2 separate regions of the Xenopus laevis genome follow, and region 2 is linked to region 1. The links are chromatin contacts, called in public Hi-C maps. All regions are on one chromosome and are shown on one strand. The core of a region is the stretch at or near the end of the contact, and the rest is flanking DNA. Distances in the headings are between cores, read along the strand shown.

Region 1 (6,171 bases), core at 2,054-4,553:
AGGCTTGTGGGACGTTCAACGGGATTGAATTTCTGAGAGAAAAACTGCTGAACAAAAGCAAAAAGGTACACATTTCCGTTTAAGTTCCATATTTCCAGATGACACAATGATTTTAGATTTCTTACAATAGGGCGGGTAACAGATGCCATCTCAGCGTTGTCAGACTTGACCCCTGTGGTGCAATAACCTAAAAACACTGACGACGCTTTACTGGTTGCGAAATCCTCTTTATTTCGTAACATTCTCCGATGAGAAAGTCAAGTGGCTGCAGCGGAGGAGGAAGCAGCTGAGTCTCGTAAACATTTGCCATGAATTTGCTTTCCCAGCCCAGGAGTCAGAGCATGTGCGCTGCAAATGACAGTGTCAGAGCCTCTGTTGCCTACAATAATAAGTGCAGCCTCTTCCCTTTGGCTTCATGTAGCCAGCGCTGCTGACTCAGTGAGCTTAGTGTGCCTTTGGGGAACATAACTAGAACCATTCACTGGATACTTTAACAGTTTGTCATCAGCTGCCTTACTGCTTCCAGGAGGCATTCTTTGCTTTCCAGATGACAGCAGCATGTTCTCTGCTCAGTAGTAATTACAGGAGAACATAGCAATATCTAATAAGGGGAAAATAAATACATTCGTTTTATGAGATTCAATACACAGTTGGAATAAGGCTTCTGCTCCAAGGAGCCTACATACCCCTGTGCTGCCCACACAACACATACACCCTTATTTACCCAATCGCAGTGCAAATCAGTATATCCTAGTATACCATGTTGGAGCTGTCATACTGTTTCCACTGCTAAAGTCAGATGAAACAGCACCCTCAGTGGCCAAAATGAGCATGAACAGGTTGTTTAACTCTGAACTGACTTGGAAGGAAGCAGGCCCGGACTGGCAATCTGTGGGTTCTGGCAAATGCCAAAGGGGCTGCTGTAAGATGCCAGACAGTCACTATTTATTGGGCCGGTGTGGGGCTGTATGGATCTCTGTGTACTTTAAATGCCAGGGACTATTTTGAATCCCAGACCTGGAAGCAAGCATCTTTTACTCAGCAGGGGTTGCCATACTGAACATTGCTTTCTTTTTGCAATGTTTGTGTGCTGCTGCCTGAGTGTGAAGCTGGCCATAGACGTTTAGATATACCTGCAATATCGGACGCCCCAATCTCCCAACCTGCCACTAACATTTCAGATTAATAAAGTAGTAAAAGAACAGATCAGATGATGTTCTGCCCTAACAGCAATAGTACGATGTCCGAGAAAAGCTGGTGACATTCTCCCAATGATATTGTCAGATCGGCAATACATGCAGAGATATTATCTGCAGCCGACAGAAATTTTCTAACCTGTCTGATTGTCTGAACGACCGATCGCCATGGCACGAAAAATGTTGGGACACTCACTACACACACAAGCCGAAAATCATACAAAACAAAGATTAGTACGATCATATCTGCACGTCTATAACTCAAGCTGGGAATAGATAGGGGAGGAATAACAAAACACAACTTGGCCAGATATGGAATCCGCCCCCTCCATGAGGTCTTACATTCCTTTAGCTTTACTGTCAACCTCCTGGATAGCAGCCACATCTGGTATAAAAGTGCTATGTTCAGGGGTTGAGGGAGTTGCGGTTAAAAAAAAAAAAGCTACAATGACCAAAGTTTACTAAAGCAGAACTAGCGTGAGACTGAGATTTGTGCTGGAACAATGATATTCAGCCAGGAGATCCCCGGTTAATGCTGCCTTGGAATGCTGCGGGAGATGTAGTTCGGCAAGAGACAGGCTGTATGTGGCTGTGTTCTAAAGCTGGCCATAGACTCAAAGATCCAATCGTACAAATCGAGGATTCTTACGGTTTTTGGACCGTGTGTGGAGAGTCCCAACATTTTTGTCTGGCGGAGATCGGTCATTTGGTCGATCGGACAGGTTAAAAGATTTCTGTCGGCTGCCGGTAATATCTCTGCGTGTATTGCAGATCGTATGATTTTCAGAGGGAGACTGTCACCAGCTTTTGTCGGACATAACTTTTGTACGATTGCTGTCAGGGGCAGAACATCGGCTGATCTGTTCTTTTACTACTTTATTTGATCAGAATGGTTAGTGGCAGGTCGCGAGATCTGGAAGTCCGATAGTTCAAGGATTCGAACGATCGGATCTTTGCGTCTATGGCCAGCTTAAGGAGTATTATGACAAACAGACCGCACTACGATTCTTCCCCAGGCCCGGACTGGCAATCTGTGGGTTCTGGCAAATGCCAGAGGGGCTGCTGTAAATTGCAATAGAAAGTGACTAAAGGTCACTTACGTGGAGAGGCGATGTCGCCAAATGAGCGGATCTCTCCCCAATATGCCCACCTTGAGGTGGGCAATATCGGGCTGATCCGATCATGGGCCCTAGGGCCCAACGATCGGATCCTAACAAAAGGCAACGGGCGGTTGGATCGCGGAACAGATGCGCCCGTGGTCCAATGGGATTTTTAGTCCCGTCCAATCGACATCTGCCCAACTTTTGGCCAGATATGGATCAGGGAAGCCCATCGGAGGGCCCCATACACGGGCCAATAAGCTGCCAACTCGTTCTGTTGGCAGCTTTTATCGGCCCGTGTATGGCCACCTTAAGTGGGCTGGTGAGGGCTGTTTGGGCCTCTGTGTACTAGGAGTGCCAGGGCCTATTTTGAATCCTAATCCAGTCCTGTTTTCCCCCTCCCAGCTCACTTTTTTTTGTCTCTCAGCAGTTTGGAGGGAATTTTTGTGGCAGAGGGGGAGGGTGATTGGTTGGCTCATCCCGTAGCAACAGGAGACAGAGCAGAGAGGCAGCTGTCAAAAGAGAAAGCATTAAAGAGAGGGAGAAAAAAAACCCAGGAGTCGCCTGTGCAGTTTAATGATCAAACGGCTGTCTGGGAAAGAAAGCAAATAACAGGAAGCGGCTGCACCACTGGCTGAAGCTCCCCCTGCAGCCCATGCAGTGTCACAGGCCCAGTGTGTCTGGAAACAGAAAGGGGGAATCCAGGAGGCTCATATCTCCTCCCACTGTGTGTGTGTTGTGTGTGTGTCTGACAGTCCCGGCCGGGGAGGGTGTGAGAGCCGAGCTGCTGCTGCTGCTGTTACAAGCCATTACTCATTAGTGTAAGGGGGAGGGAGGAGAGCGTTACATCTACCTCTGGCTTTAACCTTAACTGCCTCATTGTGGCACCAGACAGAAAAGTTGAAGGGAGACGGGCAGATTGGAACAAGAGCCAGAGGAGGAGGGGGAAGTAGACGAGGATTAAAACAAAAAGAAAGCGCCTGTGGGTGAAGTGTAAAAGTGAACAGAGACGCTGAAGTGATAGAGCTCAGGGCATCCCGTGTGTCTGTGCATTGCCTCTCGCACTAACGTTCTGCCTCTGAGCTGGGATCCCCGGCGGCCCCGTGCTACAATGAAAGCCAAGAAAGGTAAGAGCTGCCGCCTCGGATGAACTTTATTGTGTGACTGAGCCGCCGCCTGATGGAGACAGGAGTGTGTGTTCCACTCTGTACTGTATTCCCATGCGGATCCACTGTCAGTGTGTGTTTGTCTATAGTGATACCAGCGCCCCTCTATTCCCCCCACTCTCTTAATTGTCCTGGGCACCCCCCCAAAAACTAAACGTGTTCGGTAGTCCAGGTGCGCTGTCTGTTACCTCATAGTAAGGGGCAGCCCATGTCACATTGCAGGGGGGGGGCACGGGGCTTATTCCCTGAATAGAACTGCCAATGCTCCCGCTGACTTGTGCTCCTTGTGACACACGTGTAGTTCTATGTATGTGTGTGCGTGCGTGTGTAAATGTTAATAGGGCGCTAGCGGGGAGCGAAGTTGGAGCGAGTTTTTACGAGTGATGGAAGAGTTTGTGAGGGGTAAGAATCGCCAGGCAGGGGGGGAGGAAGCGCAGGCAGTGCCCGGGGAAAGTCTCTGGCCGGGACGGAACAAAGGGAAAGTAAAGCCGCGCGCCGCTGAACTTGTGGAACAAAGAAAGTTAGAGCACGAGGTAAAGTCAGTCGCAGCCCATGTGCTCGGAGCAGTGTCAGTGTGAGCGCCCATTCCCCTCACTATTAACCGGCAGGAAAACTTCGAGCACGTTACGAGCAGCAGCCTGAGTGTCTGGCGAAGTCTTTGTTTAGGAGCAGCAGCAGCAGCTTCACATTCCAGGGGAAGGGCTACATCACTTTTAAGGACAGATCCATGTACAGGAAGCAGATGTGTGTGTGCGGCTAATAAATACTGTGCGACTTATAAACACTGTGCGACTAATAAACACGGTGCGACTAAATCCTCTGCTCTCACTCCCACAACAACTCGGGCAAAGTTCCGCTGCCTACAAGTTACACTTCTTTTGTTCCTCAGCTCGCCATGTGCTCCTCCAACGGCCAGTGACAAGTCTCAGGAGCAGCCCCGGGAACTCCTCCCTTCCCTGCCCAAATCCCCACACTTTGCTTTGTCACTTGCTGAAACAGTTCACTAGACTTTGTGCTACATTCTGCCCAGGGGCAGCGCTACAGTTCAGCTCTCTACTTTTTTCTATTCATTGGAACATCACATAAGTTCAGTGTGTGTGTGTTTGGCAGTTGCCTTCCATACTGAGAGCTCAGCTGGAAAGAAAGAAACGAGCTGCTGAGATTCATTTTTTTGTTCTTTTCCATGTGAGTTGGGTTGTGCTCAGCATTGTTCAAGCACAAGACAGCACGGACTGGCAGTTGAGGAGCAGAGTGACAGGGAGGGGGCAGTGCTGCTGACAGATCAGGATGTGACAAACTGCTGCCAGATGCCTGAAACTTTATAACTCCGCCCCTTCTCTGCCATCCAGGGTTGCCTGCTGTATCTGAATCCTGCTGAAAAAGGCCGAATCCCGAACCGAATCCTGGATTTGGTGCATCCCTACTTTGTACCCATCTCCCTTCCCTCTTTAGCATTTTTGCATTTTCCGGTGACTTTCCTCAATTTTGGACAATTTGGGCGCAAAAATCTGCTGGCCACCGAAATGTCTGACATTGAGCTGTTTTACCAATATGTATTGAAATTGTATGTGGATTAGGGCCTCATGGGGCCCCTGTACCTCCTGAGCCCCCCTCTGTAGTTATGCCCCTGGTGAAGAGGGTCAAATCTTTCTGATTTTGGTTCATGAAAAAATGTGCAAATCAGTGAAAATTGAAAAAGACGTATTTTTATCTATTTATTTTTAAGACTTTTTTATTTTCACTACACATATTGGGCAATTTTTGGGCTACTTTTGAAGTTCCTTTTTGCTAGTTTTGGGCTGGTTTTGTAGCTGGCTTTGGCTGTTTTTGAAAACTAGACCTGGCAACCCTGCTGCCATCACCACTTGAGCATGTTGGATCTTTTGTTCTACTCAGCAGAAAGGGGGCATGCCCATATTTGATAGAAATTACAGTTTTTAGGGAATGCCGTACAAGCTATCGCTTCAGCCATGTTTTTAGCCCCAACATTTTGGTATACACTTGCAGGAGGATTTGTAGCAAAGCAGCTCCTGCACGTTTCAGCTTTCCTCTTGTATCTTATCTATTATTTTGGTCAAAAAGCAAAGAATGGCAAGCACTCCGTGATCCACTTGTTAAATAAAACATTCAAGTTTTATTTCAGCAAGTTAAAAACATCACAATCCTGACGCGTTTCGTATCGAAGGCATAGGCAGTTTTGTTGCCCAAAACATGAGTTGAGGAACTTTTACCAGTTGTGGTGCCATGGAAAGTCCCATGAATTGCATGTTGGTGGATGAGCATATTGGCTTGCAGAGCCAGCATCTTGCAGTTTTTCCCTATTACAACATGCTGACATTTTGGCTGACTGCCAGAGGAGCAGTGAATTAAGAACGCTGTCAGTTTTCCCTGTTTACATTGCAAATGTGCAGCCTTTTTTCACATGCCAGCGTTACTTTATGCAAAACAAACCGTTGCTCTGTAATTCAGTAATCTTATTATAACCAATTTGTTAGCAGCTCTTGTCATGCGTCAAATCGCAGCGAGCGTTTTACTTGGATGTACCTAGTTACTCAGTAGTCCTAATCCAGGGACAGTTCAGACCTTGAGGGCAACGGCACACAGAGCTACTTGTCACGGCTACAAAATAGACAATAGTGATAATTGTCTCTTCCAAGACACTATGCGGGTTACTTATCAAAATCCAAATGTATCTCATTATTTTTTTAA
Region 2 (6,171 bases), core at 1,948-4,447, 39 kb before region 1:
ATCAAGCAAAGGGTTAACTGACTATACAGGAAGTGCATTGACAGTTACGGGAGCTGACACTCTGACCTTGAAAGAGAGCAGTAAAGCTGGTATGAACAGTCTAAAACGGTTAAAATCTCAGACACCACAAAAAATAGAAAAGGTATGTGACATTCCCAGATTCGATCAAGCTTTTATGGCTTCTTTGGAGGCAGTTTTGACATCCACAGTGGACTACAAGGATTGGGTCCAAAATAAAAACCCTACCTGTTGCTGTCCTTCCTTTGCAGGTGGATTGGGCAACTGACCAAAAAGGAACAATGCTTCAAGGAACAGTTTTGCTGTTGTGTGCCCAAATGGTTTGCATTGTTAAGCAAGTTTATTCAGAATTTTCCTTATTCTTTCTTTTTGTATTACTTTATTCACCCCAAATATCATCCTGGAGGAGATTCTGTTTATGTCAATGTGTAATCTCTGATTGCCTAAGATCCTCTTCTTTTTTTCTTTCTATAAAAAAATACAAAACCTCAATAAAAAAAGGAACAACGCTGTTTGGCCATTTATGTTATCGGCCAAATTTCACAATAGCTGACCTTTTGTCTCGAATTTAGAGTCGTGGCAGTGAAACTAACATTTAAACCAAACAAATGTTTGTTTGTTTATTGTGGTTTAATTTGCACTGGAGAATGTTGTAGAAAAGTTGGGTATCACACCAAATTGAAATTATTATCTAACAGGAACCCTATTGCATTTATCCTTTGCTACTGAATGGTGTTATTATAATTGCACAGATGCTCTTGATGAATGCAACAATTGCATAGTAGCTTGGACAGCACTGAATTATGCAATTATGTCCCCCATAATTACATAGGGCCTCAGCCTTCCAACATTGCTATTACCATCCTCCAACTCTGTTCATAATTACAGGTATCGGACCTGTTAATCAGAATGCTGGGGTTTTCTGGATTAGGGCTCCTTCCGTAAATTGAAAACCATTTAAATATTAAATTAGTAGTAATGGTTGAATTTGTCCCATTTCGGGGAAAAATTTGTAAATTTCCCGCAAAATTATTGAAATAGCAAAAAATTTGCTAAACGCATTGAAGTCATTGGAGCGTCAAAATTATTTTGATGGGCATCAATTTTGAAGCCCGTGACAATTTTTATACGCGTGCCTATTTTGTCAAAATGCATTAAAGTCAATGGGCGTCCAAATAATTTTGACACGCAACAATTTTTATGTGCGCCACTATTCTGATGCACGGCCAGTTTATATTGATGCAGCGGATTTTTCACCGGCGAATTTTCCCTGCAGATTCGCAAACGACGAAACGCTGAAATTTGCCGTCAAAAGGATTAATTATATCTTTGTTGGGATCAAGTATAAGCTACTGTTTTATTATTACAGAGAAAAACAGTTGCCTTTTTCCCACTGGAAATGAATGAAATGCCACAGGGCTTCAACATAAGAGAAGGTGGAGTGCACGGCTAGAAGACATGCTATGTGACATTTAAATGTATTTAAAACTGCATTTAGACATGTGATCAGACTGGTTTTGGAAGTGTTTTGACAACTGCCTTTTAGGAAAAAGTCTAATGAGCCTTAACGGAACAGTAACACCCAAAAAAATTAAAGCGTTTAAAGGGAATGACAATATAATGTAATTGCTCTGCACTGGTACAGCTGGTGTATTTGCTTTAGAAAGACTCCTATAGTTTATATAAACAAGCTGCTGTGTAGCCATGGGGGCAGCCATTCAAGCACAGGATACACAGGAGATATCAGATGAGTTCTGAAGAATCCCATTATATAATACAGAGCTTATCTGTTACCTGCTGTGTATCCTCTGCCTTTTCTCCTTTTTCAGCTTTGAATGGCTGCCCCCATGGCTACACAGCAGCTTGTTTATATAAATGATTGTAGAATTTCTGAAGCACATACCGGTACACCATTTTTACCAGAGCAGCGCAACACTACATTATATACTACACTTTCATTTTTTGGTGTTACTGTTTCTTTAAGATTCACGTGGGCTAAAGACCTGGCGCTTTATTCTTATGCCAGTAAAATAATTGCTATAGTCTGTTTCAAATAAGCCAAAATTCAGGAAGCAATATATTCGGCCAAGGAATATTGGGTACTGGGTTGTATAAAATTTAGCTTTTGAAAGTGTGGGTCCCTATAGCCTAGTGCTGTCAAGCAAGTATAGCGGAGGAAGCATCCAAAATTCATATTACAGGTATTGGACCTATTATACAGAATGCTTTGGAACCGGGGCTTTCTGGATAAGGGATCTTTCCGTAATTTGGATCTTCAAACCTTAAGTCTACTAGAAAATCATGTATACATTAAATAAACCCAATAGGCTGGTCTTGCTTCCAATAAGGATTAATTACATCTTAATTTGGATCAAGTACAAGGTACTGTTTTATTGTTACATTTTTTAAGCTTTCAAATTTTAATTATAATGGAGTCTATGGGAGACAGTCTTTTTGTAATCCGGAGCCTTCTGGATAATGGGTTTCCGGATAACCAATCCCATACCTGTACGGTTTGTCTTATGCAAATACATGTAATAAATATATGTTTTATATACTTTATCTCTTTGTAGAGATGAATTTTTGAGTTTATAGAACCCTATCTTACAGCATTTTGTAATTTCACAAACAAGCAGAAATGTTATTTTTTGACAGATCTTTTGCATAGTAAGCTCAACCGCAGTGCCCCAACAGACAAAGCCAGCGTGAATGGATGTTGTTGTTTCTAGTAGATGCCTGAGCTAATGAAGACAACACGGCATGTCCCATTCATATGAATAAAATATGCAAATAAATGCTCTGCTCATACATAACCTATTCATTCACATTTTATATCCATTTCATGGGAGGTGAACCCAAAGTAAAAAAAAGTCTATGTGTATAAGGACACACACATATAAATATATTCATTATGTAATTAAGAACATGCCTATATTCTGTTCTTTAATTATATAATGCCAGCTGGTACCTAATACACATCATTGCAGCATTAGGATACATTGCGCATCATTTTTCATAAAAACGTCTTTGCTTGACTAGATCATTTGTGTTACAATAGTGCCCTGAACAACAGATTTTTGGATTTCTCTGCTATAGAGCCAATCCTGAGAATGTAATCAATTATACCCATACTTATTCTTTTCTGCCTGCCCACTATTAGAGTGCAAATGAGCAAGGATCCCACACACCCCCTCATGACATGAACAATAGGACAGACTGCGAAAGAAGAGACAAGGTAGTGAGAAATACAAGTCTATGAAATAAAAAGTGTAGGTCCTTTCCCAGAGAATATTCATAAGTACAAACTGTCTGCTTCACAGGAGCATGACTTGTTCTTGATCATTTTAAAATAGTTACTGGGGTGCAAGAACAGGGGAAGCTGACTCTGATATGCTGTTTGGCAGAAAGGTTATTTACCCAAGTTTTAGGGGGTTCTAAAACACCCTAAAATCACCATACAGACATGTTTTTATAGTTCTACTACATCTGCATCTCTATGATTATTTTTTTATGACAACAGAAAGTCACCCACTGCCCCTACTAGTATTATTATTATTATACCAGCCTAGGGTTCTGTGACCTGTATAATATAACTTGGCCTTAGTTTGTGCCTTTATATGACATTAAATAAGTCTTATATATTTTAATCTACAAGAAGGACATTTTACATTGTACATCTTGCAAATTATATTCTCATACACGGTTCTGTTCTGACACCTTAAGTATATAGTGCTGATTCCTGCCTGACATGAGAGACCTGAGCTGAGCAGAAGGAGGAGAAGTAGTGGCTGTGGGATGTGGTCGTATAGTAGAGTACTATAGACTGCAGGGAGGATAGGGTATGATATATGTAATTTCAGGTGGAAAATGCTGCACCTGGTCTATAGATGTGTCAGGGTATAGCTCTGAGTTCCTGCAGTCCACCCTACCCTGCTGAGCTTAAGGGGGGTTGTTGGGTTTTGTAGGAGCAAATGTCGAGTAGCCAAGAACTGGATGTCACTGTCTAGTACTAATCTGTCCCTGCAACCTGTATCCTGCAATGTCAAGAGACAATCTAAATGAGAGTTTAGATTATGTTCGGGGATTTCAATCTTTTTGTGGTAGCAGATAAAAATCTAATTATTAATCTAATAGTGCTGGGAGGAGGTATATATATATATATATATATATATATACATACACACACACATACAGGTATTGGATCCCATTATCCAGAAAGTTCTGAATTATGGAAAGGCTGCCTCCCATGCACTCCATTATAATCAAATAATTCAAATTTCTAAAAATGATTTCCTTTTTCTTTGTAATAATAGAAGAGTGTCTTGTACTTGATCCAAACTAAGATATAATTAATCCTTATCGTAAGCAGAATCGTCTTATTGGGTTTATTTAACGTTTACATGATTTACTATTAGATTTAAGGTATGTTCAAATACAGAAAGATCCGTTATCCGGAAAACCCCAGGTCCCGAGCATTCTGGATAACAGGTCCCATAACTGTACTGAAATATGCATGCATTTCCATTGCAAACAACGATTTAAGGTTCACATCTTCAATAAGTATGAACATACAACAGTATGTTTTTAAATGTTTTTGTTTTTCTCAGCCATCAGGTAATGTAATACATGAATCCTAACAAAGGCAAAATAGTGTGTTACAAACAGGTTTCCTAAACTGTCTCACACGCCCTCTATTCACATCTCTGGCTATAAACTCTGCAACAACAAAAACTGCCACACAAAGTGAAAAAAACAAGAAACTGGTGGACTTTAATTGATCTGTATGTTATAAGAGTCTCATATGCACCATTGTAGAGGACCTGTAGAATATGACAATTATCAGCAATTGTGTGCACCTCTATAATAAAGTTGACCCAGGTGATGTTTGGGAACTAGGGTGATCTTATTTACCATTAACACAGTGTCTTGCAGTCACCAATGAAGTTGTTTCAAGAGAAGACTATAGGAAATTGCATTGCTTGCATTTCAGTTTTCTGGATAACAGGTTTCCTGATAATAGACATGTACTGTACCTTGGCTTTTAAGCTCAAGAGTGAAAGAACTCCAGAATGGGTTTGTTTGTCTTGTTAAGGTAGTTTGGGTGTGAATATTTGGGTTAGATGTGTCGTTTGGAACAAAGATAGATAGATGATAGATAGATAGATAGATAGATAGATAGATAGATAGATAGATAGATGATACATAGATAGATAGATAGATAGATAATACATAGATAATACATAGATAATAGATAGATAGATAGATAGATAGATAGATAGATAGATAGATAGATAGATGATAGACAGATAGATAGATAGATAGATAGATAGATAGATAGATAGATAGATAGATGATAGACAGATAGATAGATAGATAGATAGATAGATAGATAGATGATACATAGATAGATAGATAGATAGATAGATAGATAGATGATAGATAGATAGATAGATAGATAGATAGATAGATAATACATAGATAATAGATAGATAGATAGATAGATAGATAGATAGATAGATAGATAGATAGATGATAGACAGATAGATAGATAGATAGATAGATAGATAGATGATAGATAGATAGATAGATAATAGATAGATAGATAGATAGATAGATAGATAGATAGATAGATAGATAGATGATAGATAGATAGATAGATAGATAGATAGATGATAGATAGATAGATAGATAGATAGATAGATAGATAGATAGATGATAGATAGATGATACATAGATAGATAGATAGATAGATAGATAGATAGATAGATAGATAGATAGATAGATTATAGATGATGCAAGCTGTGTGCTTTTATATACTTTGTGGAATTTTGTAGCAATTTTTAATATCCTTCAGTTATATAGAAGTCCGTTTTATGTGTTTGTATGTTCCTACATATTTTTGTTTGGTTTTACACTGCTTGAACATAGTACACGTTTAGCTTACAATATAAAGTTATTTCTGTCTTGCTAAAGTCTGTTGGGTAGTTGTGTGCAGGTTACAGCTGCCATAAGCTCTAAGAAAGTATAAAACCTAAATATTTTGGTTTATTGGTTATTATAACATTATTGTCTGCCTTACATATTGAACATCTCTAATCACATAAATCACTATACTGCCACTAGGGGGAGCCAAAACAGAGGACAGAATCAAGC

The links. Hi-C and Micro-C count contacts between places; a contact is called where the count stands out from the background.
Region 2: a Hi-C map of animal cap shows a contact between it and region 1, with 4 times the contacts expected there. The contact joins the enhancer-like site here to the promoter of tgif1.S in region 1. A contact is called at or near these places in 2 of 4 Hi-C or Micro-C datasets (the XTC cell line and animal cap).

What each region holds. Positions count from the first base shown.
Region 1 is chr6S:93,044,950-93,051,120 of Xenopus_laevis_v10.1, reverse strand. tgif1.S (TGFB induced factor homeobox 1 S homeolog) reads left to right here and starts at 3,303. Exons shown (of 3, transcript NM_001086951.1): 1 at 3,303-3,423. The coding sequence starts at 3,408.
Region 2 is chr6S:93,083,612-93,089,782 of Xenopus_laevis_v10.1, reverse strand. No RefSeq gene overlaps it. Among protein-coding and RNA genes, the nearest start is that of myl12b.S, 35 kb to the left of the region's middle. Within about 2 kb of position 3,197, at least 1 of the 7 cell types and tissues checked has an H3K27ac peak or open chromatin away from gene starts, as enhancers often do. A contact at or near this core is called in animal cap, where this site is marked.